Linked DNA regions of Arachis hypogaea: region 2 is linked to region 1. A link is a contact called in public Hi-C data. All regions are on one chromosome and are shown on one strand. Each heading gives the region's core, a stretch centred on a gene start, on an enhancer-like site or on the middle of the called end of the contact. The rest is flanking DNA. Distances are from core to core; before and after follow the strand shown.

Region 1 (5,877 bases), core at 33-2,532:
TGAGTCCTCAATTTGAATTATTAAAGAATTCTTTAATTATATTATATCTCTATTGAGTATGATATATAGTTGATAAATTGAAAGAAATCAAAGCTAAACATTGGTTATGAGTAAAAGTAAGTGTGATTAGAAGGCTTGTGAAATTGGTATGATGAGGAGGGGCAGAGGAAATGAAAAGTGTACGGAGTAGCATCAAATTAAAGTGAATTAAACCCAAAGAAAAAGTATTGTAAGTAAGTAGCAAGCATGCCCTCGGTTGATGGAAACTGTTGGTTCTAAGCCAACAGGTTTTGGCTTTAAAAAGAAAAGATATTGTTCCAAATGAATTGAAATTATTAATGCCGCTTCAACTTCAACAACAACAGACAAGGATCATGGGGTTGTTGCACTTTGGTCTTTAGAGATAAGATGTTGATGGATTTGACTAATATACAAATACTAATACCATACAGTGCATCGCTTTAATGTAATCTAATCTAAGTCCATCCTAGATAACCTCTTGAAACTTGAAAGAGAATATTAATATACTATTATACGTCATTGACATTTTCCTAAAAGATGGAATAATCCCACCAAGATGTACCACTTTCTTGTGTCTTGGATTGGAGTGATGCCTCCATATCGATGTCTAAGATTCACTGTAGCACAATCCATCATATTTCCACTTTCTTAAATTAATTAATTAAGAAAAGAACATAGCAAAAGGTTTTGTTTAATCAAGTTATAAGTCACATCTCCTTCCTTTTACTATTCAATGAAGTGAGGGAATTCATCATGGAAAGAAAATGAATTTGTTAGGGATTTGGATATTATGAGGTGCTCAAAGTCGCACCCGGTGGTATGAAATGCTTGATGTTGTATACAAAGAGAGTGGTTCTTTCTCTTATCAGTTAATTTTTAAGGTGTAGTTTCTCATTTTTTTTTTTGTATCTATCTATAGATTATAGTTTCCTGTGTCTCTTGTTATTTTTTATTTTTTTCAAACCCTTGCTTCAGCAGTCAACTATCCTGTCTATCACATTTGTGTTGTTGTAGATGTTTGGGGCACCCAGTTATCATGGCCTATTGGGCTGGGCATGGTAGTGTGGCCCACTTTGGATGATGAATGAATCATGGTCCATTTGATATGGTGATGAGTATTAAGGACTATTCTTTTTGTGGCTCAAGCATGTGATGTAATGGCAAAGAGGTTTGCCTCAAATGAAGTCACATCAGGATCGAATTCTAATGTAGTTGTTAGGTTAGTGTGTGGGTGTATTGTATGACCAAAAAAAAAAAAAAAGGAAAAAAAGTACTATTCTTTTCTTTTTCTGTTAAATACTTACGTTTGATTGTACCTTGTGGTTGACCGGTTCTCACTTGAAAATTGAAAAAATGGGGTCTATTTAAATAGCTTCTAGTTGTGGTATGCCCTAACAAAAGACAGAGAGAGTGGCAATGGGAAGAAGTCCATGCTGTGACAAAGCTAACGTGAAAAGAGGGCCATGGTCTCATGAAGAAGATGAAATACTCAAAAGCTACCTCAACAAACATGGCTCTGCTGGTAACTGGATAGCCCTTCCTCTCAAAGCAGGTTTCAGATCTCATCTCTCATCTACCTCCTTGTGTTTGTTTGTTTGTTGCCTGTCATTGTCTCTTTCTATCTGACTAATGATGATCAAGGCCTTAAACGCTGCGGGAAAAGCTGTCGTCTGAGATGGCTCAACTATCTCAGGCCTCACATCAAGCATGGAGCTTTCACTGACGATGAAGACAAACTTATCTCCACCCTTTATGCTACCATTGGAAGCAGGTAGTAACAACCATCAACTACTTAACTTGGATCTTCTTCATTCATTTTATGTATTACGACGTTGTTTCTGTGTGTGTTAAGGTGGTCCCTTATAGCAGCTCAGCTACCTGGAAGAACTGATAATGATGTCAAAAATCACTGGAACACTAAGCTTAAGAAGAAGTTCTTCGCAGGAGGAATAAACACTGCCAATGCCACTACTGTCCTCAACACTGCTTCTTCAAAGTTCCCAACTTTCACTCCTCAAGTTGAAGCCTTTGATCATAATAACAACACCCCAACTACTTGTTTTGAGTCTGCTGTTTTGGATTTGTACCAAACACCATTCCCAGTTCCATCAAAAATGCTGCCTTTGGAATCAGACATTTCAGCTACTAATCCCTTGGTAATGAAAGAGAAAGATCATGTTGGTCATCAGTGGCTTGGTTATTATGCTGAAGAAGATGATTCCTTCTTGCTTGATATTGTGCAAAATGGATTTGCTTATTCTCAAGATAAAAACACCCAACTAGACCCATCATCGTCGTCGTCGTCGTCATATATCTAATCAATTATATTAATGATAGCAGGATGCAATGAAATGATATTTGAGTTCAATTAAGAGTTCTAGTATCCTTTTGCATATTATTAGTCGTGCTCTTTAATATTCATTCATTGTCACACGAAAGTTACACCGATATGCGGACGTTAAAGGATCCTGAAATTAAAGTGTCACGAAAGTTGCGTTGGCTGCTCAAATATACAATTTCCAACAATGCCAGGGTCCCCCCATCTGACAATTATTAACAGCTACCGTTTGTCTCTTTCTGGGGCACCATTAATAATAAATAGATCGAGGATGCATTATGATTATAGGACTGCTTCCTGAACCATAACCTTCACATATTATACAAATGAATCTCTAAGTATCAATCTATCACATCCTGTAAACAAGGGTTTAACGATCGTGTGTGCTAAAAGGATACGTTAAGATAAGGAAAAGTATAGGGTACCAACATATTATCTGCCAACTTATTACCAATAATGATTAATTATTATATTTTAAATACATATACAAAGAGACACATCTAAAAAATATATTTATAAAGACACTTCTATTAAACATAGCTATAAAAAAAACATTTTTATTAGACACATCCACAAAGACACTTCCATTAAATACTCTTATAAATAAAAGTTGGTAGATGTTGGCAGAAATGCTGTTGGTAACGTAGCGGGATCGGATAAGATAATAAATTAAAATTTTTTTTATTAAAAATATAAATATTTAAATTTTTAATACATTTATTTTATATTGATTAAATAAAAAAATTTAAAATTTTTTTATTAATAATAAATTCTGGATTGCTACACATCCATATAACCATATAACCAAGTTGACTCAAGCCCAAATAGAATCAGGCGCATTAAATGGCGAGTGAAACACACGCGCCAGAGACAAAAGAAACCCCTCCTTTTCCATTTGCACTTCATTATGAAAAAACGTTGCATCTTCAATACGAATCCAAGACACAAAAACACTCATTCTCTTCGAATTTCTCTCAACATCACTCAAACTTCAATCACATTCTCTGTGGAAACCACTATTGGAAAGGAATCAGAAGAAGATTTCGCAAGCAACAACCAGAAACAAACGAAAACAGCAACAAAGACTACCAAAGGTATGAGAAAATTACTATTCATTTAAAATATTGCAATGTCGCGTTTCTTCTAGTTGCATTTTAGTTTTACTGGATTGATTTGCTTCGTTTAGTAGATTGAACTATTGTGAATGATTTTTACAGTATAACTAGGCCTTGGAATGAAATTTGTTGTTATTTTCATGCAATTCAATGGATAGTGTAACTAGGGCTTTAAGATATACGTGCTTGTTCTTATTGGTGTGAATAGTTTAACTAGAAGAGCTTTAAAATTGGTTGTTACTCTAACATCCTAATTAGCCTAAGCCTTACCCCGCGTTGTAAAGCAAAAGTTAATCAGAGATTATGATAGTTTCTAAGCTTATACCTAATATATATATATAGAAAGAATAGTATAGTCTACAAGCCCGATGAAGGATATAGCTCAAAACAGGATTTTTAAAAGCGCAAAATGTACTAACGAAGCTACTAGCTTAAGGCACAAGAAACCAATAAGATATGACAAAAGATAAGTATATAATATCATAGGAAACTAGTCACAACTCGTGGAGTTTAAGCCAGCTAGTCATATACAAGTATATAAAACCATACAGTGAAAACAGCTTATACAAGTTTTGTTCTCTCATATATATGCCTTTAGGCAAACCAAAATACAAAAGAAGAGATGTATAAACAAAATAAACTAAAAGGACTCCAAAAGAATCCAAGATCCTCCGCTTCTGTCACCATCCAAAATAACTCACCGAGGTGGGTTGCGACCTGCATCTGAAAAATACAACAAAAATATAGTATGAGAATAGGAGGTTCTCAATATAGTAACAGTGCCCAGTGATGTAGGACATAAGACCTCGGGATGCCAAAGGCAATCCTAAGCTCCATATCAATCACAAGATTTCATTACTTAAGCATTCTGAAACAGATAAGCATAATATATCAACATTGACTTAAATAAACCAAGTAATCCATCTTAGGGGATTTCTACTCTAACGAAACACCGCTGTCCCACTGCCTTCACCAACCGATCCTCCATGCAATCCCATCGCCACCGCCTTCCGAACCTCCTCAATTCCAGTAGAAAACACAGGTAATATACAATGCAAGTAAAGCACAAGTAGAAGCATATAAGGCAAATAATTCAGATAGCAAGTAAGCATGTTATTCAATTAGGCAAGCCATTACAAGTAAACAAAGCATACAAGCAGATAGAAAATGCATATGATGAATGCCTACCCTACTGGCTGTGATATCACATTGTCGGTTCAACTGCCAACTCGACACATCTCCATGGAGACGTCGCCCTACGGAATTCTCATATGGGAACCCCCGAGATATAGTGCTCGGATCATTGTGCAGGTACCGGCGCCTGCACGCTCTATAGTTCCAAAGGGATGCGAGTGGGATACTTTTGCCTCAGACCTCACATCTCAATGTAAGTGGGATTAACTACCGTCCTTACGCCACCGCCGCTACCTCGACAGGCGGGATTAACCACCGTCCCTGCCAAGTGCATAACGTCTCATAATCTCAGTAAAAACATTATTTTGTGGTTTGCAGAAAGCATTTTTAGTATATAGAGATCCATCATCTCAATCCGAGTCCCTGACTCATCTCAACCACTGTCCATTCATAACTCAGTTTCCAAATATCAAAAGTTCATTACTCCTCATCTCATATACCAAGCATCCTTCACCTGACGTCAAACCATTCTCAGCACGCGAGAAATCTAGGCCTCCATTTTCAAATTTAACATAAAATCATATACTAGAACCCTTAAGTTATATCCCATGTTCTAATACTCAAAACTAGACCCAAAAGTCTTAAAATGGTGTTATAGAAGCTTACAACCTTGTTGGGAAAGAAGAATAGTTGAAAACAAGTAAATTTGAGATACAGGACGTGTGCGGCCGCACAGGGGTCTGTGCGTGCGCACGTCCGGGAAATTTTAAAATGTGTGCATACGCACAGGGGTGTGCGTACGCACAGGTGGCAAAACTTACATAATCTGTTCACTCGCACAACCTGTGCCAGCGCCCCTAACAGTTTGACCTCCCCAACGTGTGCGTCCGCACAGGTTGACATTCTTCCTTAGATATGAGCGTGCACAAGCTGTGCTAGCGCTGCAAACAGAATGCACTTCCCTGCCTGTGCGTGCACACAGGTGTGTGCATCCGCACAGATCAAAATTTTTTCAGGTTGTGTGGCCGCACAAGGCTGTGCGTGCGCACATATCAGAAATCATAAAATTCAGCAACTTTGTAAAATTTCAAATTTTTAACACCAAGTTTGAATGATCATAACTTCCTCTACAAAATTCCAATTTTTACAAACTTTATATCGATTGAAAGGGTTTTCAAATATCTTTAATTCTAAATAAATTTCAATCAGTTTTGAAAATCGAGGCAAAAGTTATGATCGAACAAAGTTCACCAAAATCCCAATTTTACC
Region 2 (6,317 bases), core at 2,347-4,846, 490 kb before region 1:
CTAAAAATTTAACATAAAAATTTAATAATAATATTTATATTAAAATAAAATTTATAAATATAATTATTCTTTAAGTTTGTTACTAATAAGATAATAAATAAATAATCCTACAGATGAAAAATAAAAAATAGTTTATAATGATACTCTTCGAGTCTTTGATGAGTTGAAATCTTCAATAATTGAATCAGAACTAAACTTTTTAGCTATTTATAATATTTATTGAAATTTTTTATCAATTTATATAAATATAATAATATAAATACTTATGAATATTCTAACATTTTTAATCATATACAAAATTAAATTAAATAAATAGTAAAAATATAAAATAATATTAAATTAAATAAATAAAAAATATCTAATTTTTTATATTTGAACTCAAAGGTAGAAAAAGTGCTGCTTATTTATTCTATTCTTAATTTTTTATTTTGTTAGATGATCTTTTTTTATTCTTATCTTTTTTGTTAGATAACTTTTTTTATTTGATTTGATTGTTAGATGATTTTTTTATTATTTTTTTGGTTAGATAACTTTTTTATTTGATTTGATTTTATCTTTTAATTAAACTCACTCAATTCATTCTAAATCTAATATATTTTTAATATTTAAAATTAAAAATTATTGTACAATTAAAACAAAAGATGAAAATTAAATTTAGATATTTTAGATAATAGTAAAATATGTGAGCCAATTGAACTATTTTTTTATAAAAGATTTAAAAGGGTCATGACTCGTATTATCTCAACTAAAGCTTGAATCATTTGAACCTTGAAAGAACTATATGAATAGTATATAATTTATTATGTGCTCTTCGCAATATGCTAATACACAATGCATGTACAATATGCTCTTCGCAATATGCTAATACAGTAGTTCAATGTTTAAAGACTGGATAAACGTGACGGATTGATCAATTTCAGCTTTCAACAAATTTTGTAACATGGTTTCAAGAAAACAAAAAACAACTCAATTCCCTCTTGGCTTCCATCCATCATATTGAAGTTTCACCATCTAAGCTTTGCTGGGAAATACTGCAAGCCATTTTAAAAACAAGAGAAGAATCCAAAAATTGTTAAACAAAAAAAAAGAGAGATATTAAAACAATAGAAATAGATATAAATCAACAAAGATTACTCAAATTTGTTTTCACCTTCGCAATAAGAGATTGATAGTATGGCTTAACTTTTTCTACATCAACTAAGACTTTGCTCTTACTATACAGATCATATTTGCTGCACAAAATTATGAGTAATGTAAGTAGCGGTCAAAGATGTGACCCTGAAAATATAGATTTAAGTTAGACAAGAGCTTACTTGAATACGTGTAGCCATTTTAAGTTTTCACGATCTTCATCATTCATGAGATGTGTATATGCACCTTCTCTGTGTAAAGCTGCAATAATATACATCATATAGGGTTATTGTATTTGCATAACAAAGAACACCTAGTCATTATAACACAAGATTTAGATAGAACAATAATATATATTTATATAGCACATAATGAAATTGCTTACGATAGAAAGAGTGATATCTAATAATGAACAATCCTGCTGAAGGCAGAGTAGTGCCATTTTCCTTAGCAACCTATATATTCAAAAATGTACTGTTTAGTAAAATCCTAATAAAGAAAAGAACAAGTTAATACATAAACATTATAAATCATGAATTCTATAAAGACTCACCAAATACATATAATCATCGTGTCCCCATGACATCATTACGTTATTGAGTCCACATTCTTTAGTGTAGATTCCATCCTTTGTGCCATATGCAGGATTTTTGATATCAGGGTTTTCCTTGAAATACTGCAGGAAGAAAGAAATTTATATCAACGATTAATTTAAGAGGAAAAAATAAAAGCAAAGGAAGAGTTCAGTTGAAATTTATGTTATAAAAAAAGAAATTGTTTACCTTGTGGTGAATGTTTGCTTCATCGAAGGCACAACCAACCGGAAATGTATCTCCTACAATGTATTTATAATCATTCAGTTGAAATATTGAAGAAAAGAAAAAATATTCATACAAGGTTTAAGCTAATTAAGGAAGAGTTCTCACCAACAACCGCCCATTGAGAAAGCTCACCAAATTGAGGAAGTAGAAGAATCTTTCCAAGATCTGAAATAAATCAAAAGAACCATTTGTTAATCCCAAATTTGTCTAAAATCTGCAGTTTCACTCATTAAACAAAAGTAGCAGTCTTGTTTTTCATGTATAATGGGGACCAAGATATCCAAGGTAGGTTTGACCATAATAGAGGAAAGAAGGATATGCATGAGTCGGCCAAAATTTTTAATTGCCCTGTTAACCAAGCTTACACAAAAGGAATATCCAAGTGTATGTACCATGAATGAGAGCAGTCAAATGTAACCAATCCTCATTAGGATAATCTTTTCTAATAGCTTCAGCAGATTGAAGTAAATGTTGAATTTGAGGTTCATCTAAATCAGGATCGCTTTCATCTACCACTTCATTAAGCAACTCACAACATTCCCATATGCCCATTTCAGCTTTGTCCAATTTTCCGTAGTGCTCCCTCATTTTCTTCACCTGCAAAAGCGTTTAACAAATGAAATCTTGGTCATCATTGATCATTCATGTGACAGAATAAACACATTTTTTTGGGAAAATATGAAGTTTGCTTACGAAGTCATATGTCTGGTTGATGTGTTGCAATTTATAGAATTCCTCCACACCCTTTTGCCTTTCACTTTCAGCATCATAATCCCTGCCAAATCATCCCCATTGGCTCGCCGCATTAGCGTTATTATTATAAACATAAGACACAAGAAAAGACGACTAGGTTGCAGTTATTTATGAGAATAAGATAAGATAAGGCATTGAAAACAAGATATAAAGGACAGATATATAAAATTTTCTATTTTTGTATTTTGTTTCGTGATAAACTAAAATAAATTATAAAAATTTAATTTATTTTCATTCAAAAAATTTGAGATAGAAAATATAATAATAAAAAATATAATTATAAAAAATTAACAAAAATAATAAAAAATAAAAAATAAATTATATTTTTATTAGTGTCCCTGGGAATAGAAAATAGAGTCGAAACCTGAAGGAATGGCCAAATGAATTCACTTCTGGGGTTGCGAATCCATTCTGAGACACCTCCTTTGGCATTGAAAATCCACCATCCAACACAAGCTCGTTGGTTTCGTTAGAGTCCACATTCTTCACGTCAAATTGTGAATCTGAAGAATATGCCACAATGTGATACTAGTCATGATTTTGATATGGAGCATTTGTGCTATACTATGAATCCGGAAAGTCAAAATCAAATAAATAAATAAGTGAGAAACGCAATCATATCATACCGAAGATAGGTTGCTCAATGAGAATAGTCATCTTGGATTGCAAAGAAGCAGCGTAACACACAAGAGATAACAGAAATAAAGCAAACAAGAAAGGAAGGAGAAAAAATCGAAATAAAATGTGGGTGTGGCAACAAGTTGAGAAGGGGGCTTATATAGTATAACAAAATGTCCTTGACGGAGAATTTGGAATCTCGGAGTCCTCAACTGAAAAATTTAAAACCGTACTTCTATCTTTAGCAACTTGTAATCAAATCAAATCAAATACAATCTTAAACTGCTGACGTTGACCATATTTTTCGCATTATAAAGTAATCCTATAATCCCTACGCGCCTACACCACTCTCCTTAGAATATCCTCTACACTAATAATAATAATAATAATAATAATAATAATAATAATAATAATAAATTTAATAACACTATTCATGCACCAAAATATTTAACACTCGTATAAAAATATTATTATTAGCAGTTAATTATATATTTAAATATTTTTAATTAAAAAATAAAAATATATATTAATTATTAAAAATAATTGATGTCAAAATAATATCTATTATAAAAAATGTATGTGCAGCGATATTGTTGAAAATTCTCACATGATTATTAGTGTACAAGAAAAAAAAATGATACTACACACTAGTACTTATTAATCAGTGCTAAGAGGAGTTAAATTCTTAAATTCCTAATGATTTATATCCGTTATTCTATATGTTAACATAAATATCCCAGCTTGGCCTTTTGTCAAACCCCAAAAAAAAAATTATATTCTAAATTTAATAAAAGATCAAACAATCACTTTTTTCCTTTTTTAATTTTTGTCTATTTGTCTAATTGTATCAAGTAAATACTTATCATATTTTCAAGATTTATCCATTTATGGTTAGAGGCTTAGAGCTGTTACTGTGCTGGCAAAGAAAAGGAATGATTTTATGGAATTTCGGTTTAATCCCAAAAAAGGGTTGTAAAGGAAATTTGTGATTGCTGGAGGAGTTGCCTATCCTAAATAAATAATCTTAAACTGAAGTGCATGAGTCAGCCTTACGTGCAAATCATATCTTCAAGTTGAGAAAGTTGCATTGTTTGGTCTGACGAAGCATCTACTCACAACAGACTCATCTTTTGACCTTTCCGCCCGTTTTTAAGTACCAAGTCTTGTTTCATTAAATATCATATCATAAAACTTATGAGTTATGAGCATTCCTTTATAACCATGTAAAAAGATTTTTTTTGGTGAGTTAAAAAAAATTTTGTAAGTTCTCTTTTTTTTTTTAATTTTTATAAAAAAATAAAAGTAATTTTATATTTAGATATTTTATATAAAAATTTATTTATTTATTAATTATGTTTGAGTATAACCATATAAAAGTATTTTTTTGTTTATTTATTAGGTGAAAAATATATTTTTTTAAAAAAAATTTTTTTTTTAAAATTATGTTAATTATAACTTGTCAAAAAATATATTTTTTATTTTTTTAGTATTTTTATTTTACTACTAAAAATTTAAATATGTTAAAAAAATATTTTTATCAACTTAATAACGCTCAAACAAACACATTATCAACCCCAAATCTTCTCGTGATGAAAATATATTAAGATCAATTTTTTATTTATTTTAGTATTCAAGAAAAAAAACCCAAAACTATGTTTTAATCTATTTGATGACATTTGGATCAATTACCCAAATACATATGTTAGATGTGGTCATGTGGATGCACTTAAAATATAAATAATATAAAAACATATATGATAAGATTTTTTTTAGTAATAAAAAACGTATTATTTTCAAAAAAAAAATTAAAGAGCACTGTTGTTGTTGTTGGAGAATAATAATAAAAGATTAGAGTAGTTGGAAATGTTTCTACGAATACACAATTAGCAGTACAAAGTTAAGAATACACTGTAGAAAGGAATAACGCTAAAAATAGTTGATGAATTTTTTTGGAATTTTTTCTTTTCTTTATTAGCTTGTGGTTGTTCTTGCTCTATCTATTGTATTGAACTCTCTTATTAAAAAGAATGCAATATACATCTAATTTTTAGAGTTTGGTAAATTTAAAAAAAAAAATTCGGTCTTGCGATTTTTTAGAATAAATTATTTTTTCGTTATTTATTTAAATGAAAAATTCCAAGGAAGCAGCTGTTAGCTGCCATGCATTGCAAACACGCTACCAATCTCATTCTGCATTTGGCTCCGTGAGTCATGAGGCATGACAATCTCTCTTAGATTTTAGATTATTTGTACAATTAAATTTCATGTACTAATTATTTTAAACAAAACATAATTTATTGACAGTACGCGGATAAGTTAACTATTAATTTCTTATAAATTATTTTTGAAAATTTAAATTATTAGAACAGAAAATATAAATAATTTTTGCCTAGGTACTAGTTATGGAAAATACAAAATGAGTGATAATTCTAACTGAATTTTTAATCTGGAATTGAGTCAGCATTTTTCCTTTCATGGATCTGAGAGTGAGACAGCGAAGAACCTGATAAATTAATATATGTGGACTGCGTTATATTCGACATTTTCGGTTAGGGAAAATTAAGTTCACATGTTAAATGCCACCAAAAGTAAAAAAGTACATATGTTATCCAAATTTTCAATAAGATCCACATGTTAAATAACACGCCTTGAACCATACCCAATAATATGAAGATACTGTGCTATAAAATGAAACGTGTACTATTAAGTGTATAATGTCGAGAGATATGATACGAGAAATGTTTTTCGCAGAATGGAATACGAATAAATTGAAGTTTTGGTAACATGATCCCTAATTCCCTATATATATTTTTTTCTCTTTTGTCCTTACTATCGAGTATGGACTCTCTATCCTCCCAAACTGTCCAATGATGTTTTGTTATCTCTGTCAGAAGGATTAAAAAAGGGTCCAAATTGTTCAACGAGCTCTTACCGAGCTCAACACACTTATACTTCATGCAAAGAGGCATATGAAAGTTACGTAGCTTTAAACAG

What was found. Hi-C and Micro-C count contacts between places; a contact is called where the count stands out from the background.
Region 2: a Hi-C map of an unstated tissue shows a contact between it and region 1, with 4 times the contacts expected there. The contact joins the promoter of LOC112790684 here to the promoter of LOC112770815 in region 1. A contact is called at or near these places in 2 of 8 Hi-C or Micro-C datasets (leaf and an unstated tissue).

What each region holds. Positions count from the first base shown.
Region 1 is chr3:79,616,377-79,622,253 of arahy.Tifrunner.gnm2.J5K5, reverse strand. LOC112770815 (transcription factor RAX1-like) reads left to right here and starts at 1,282. Exons shown (of 3, transcript XM_025815228.3): 1 at 1,282-1,573; 2 at 1,663-1,792; 3 at 1,874-2,352. The coding sequence starts at 1,438. The coding sequence ends at 2,339.
Region 2 is chr3:80,105,897-80,112,213 of arahy.Tifrunner.gnm2.J5K5, reverse strand. LOC112790684 (inositol oxygenase 2) reads right to left here and starts at 3,596. Exons shown (of 11, transcript XM_025833202.2): 1 at 3,332-3,596; 2 at 3,070-3,208; 3 at 2,646-2,727; 4 at 2,345-2,549; 5 at 2,058-2,117; 6 at 1,914-1,966; 7 at 1,685-1,807; 8 at 1,517-1,586; 9 at 1,314-1,392; 10 at 1,151-1,232; 11 at 769-1,031. The coding sequence starts at 3,362. The coding sequence ends at 1,005.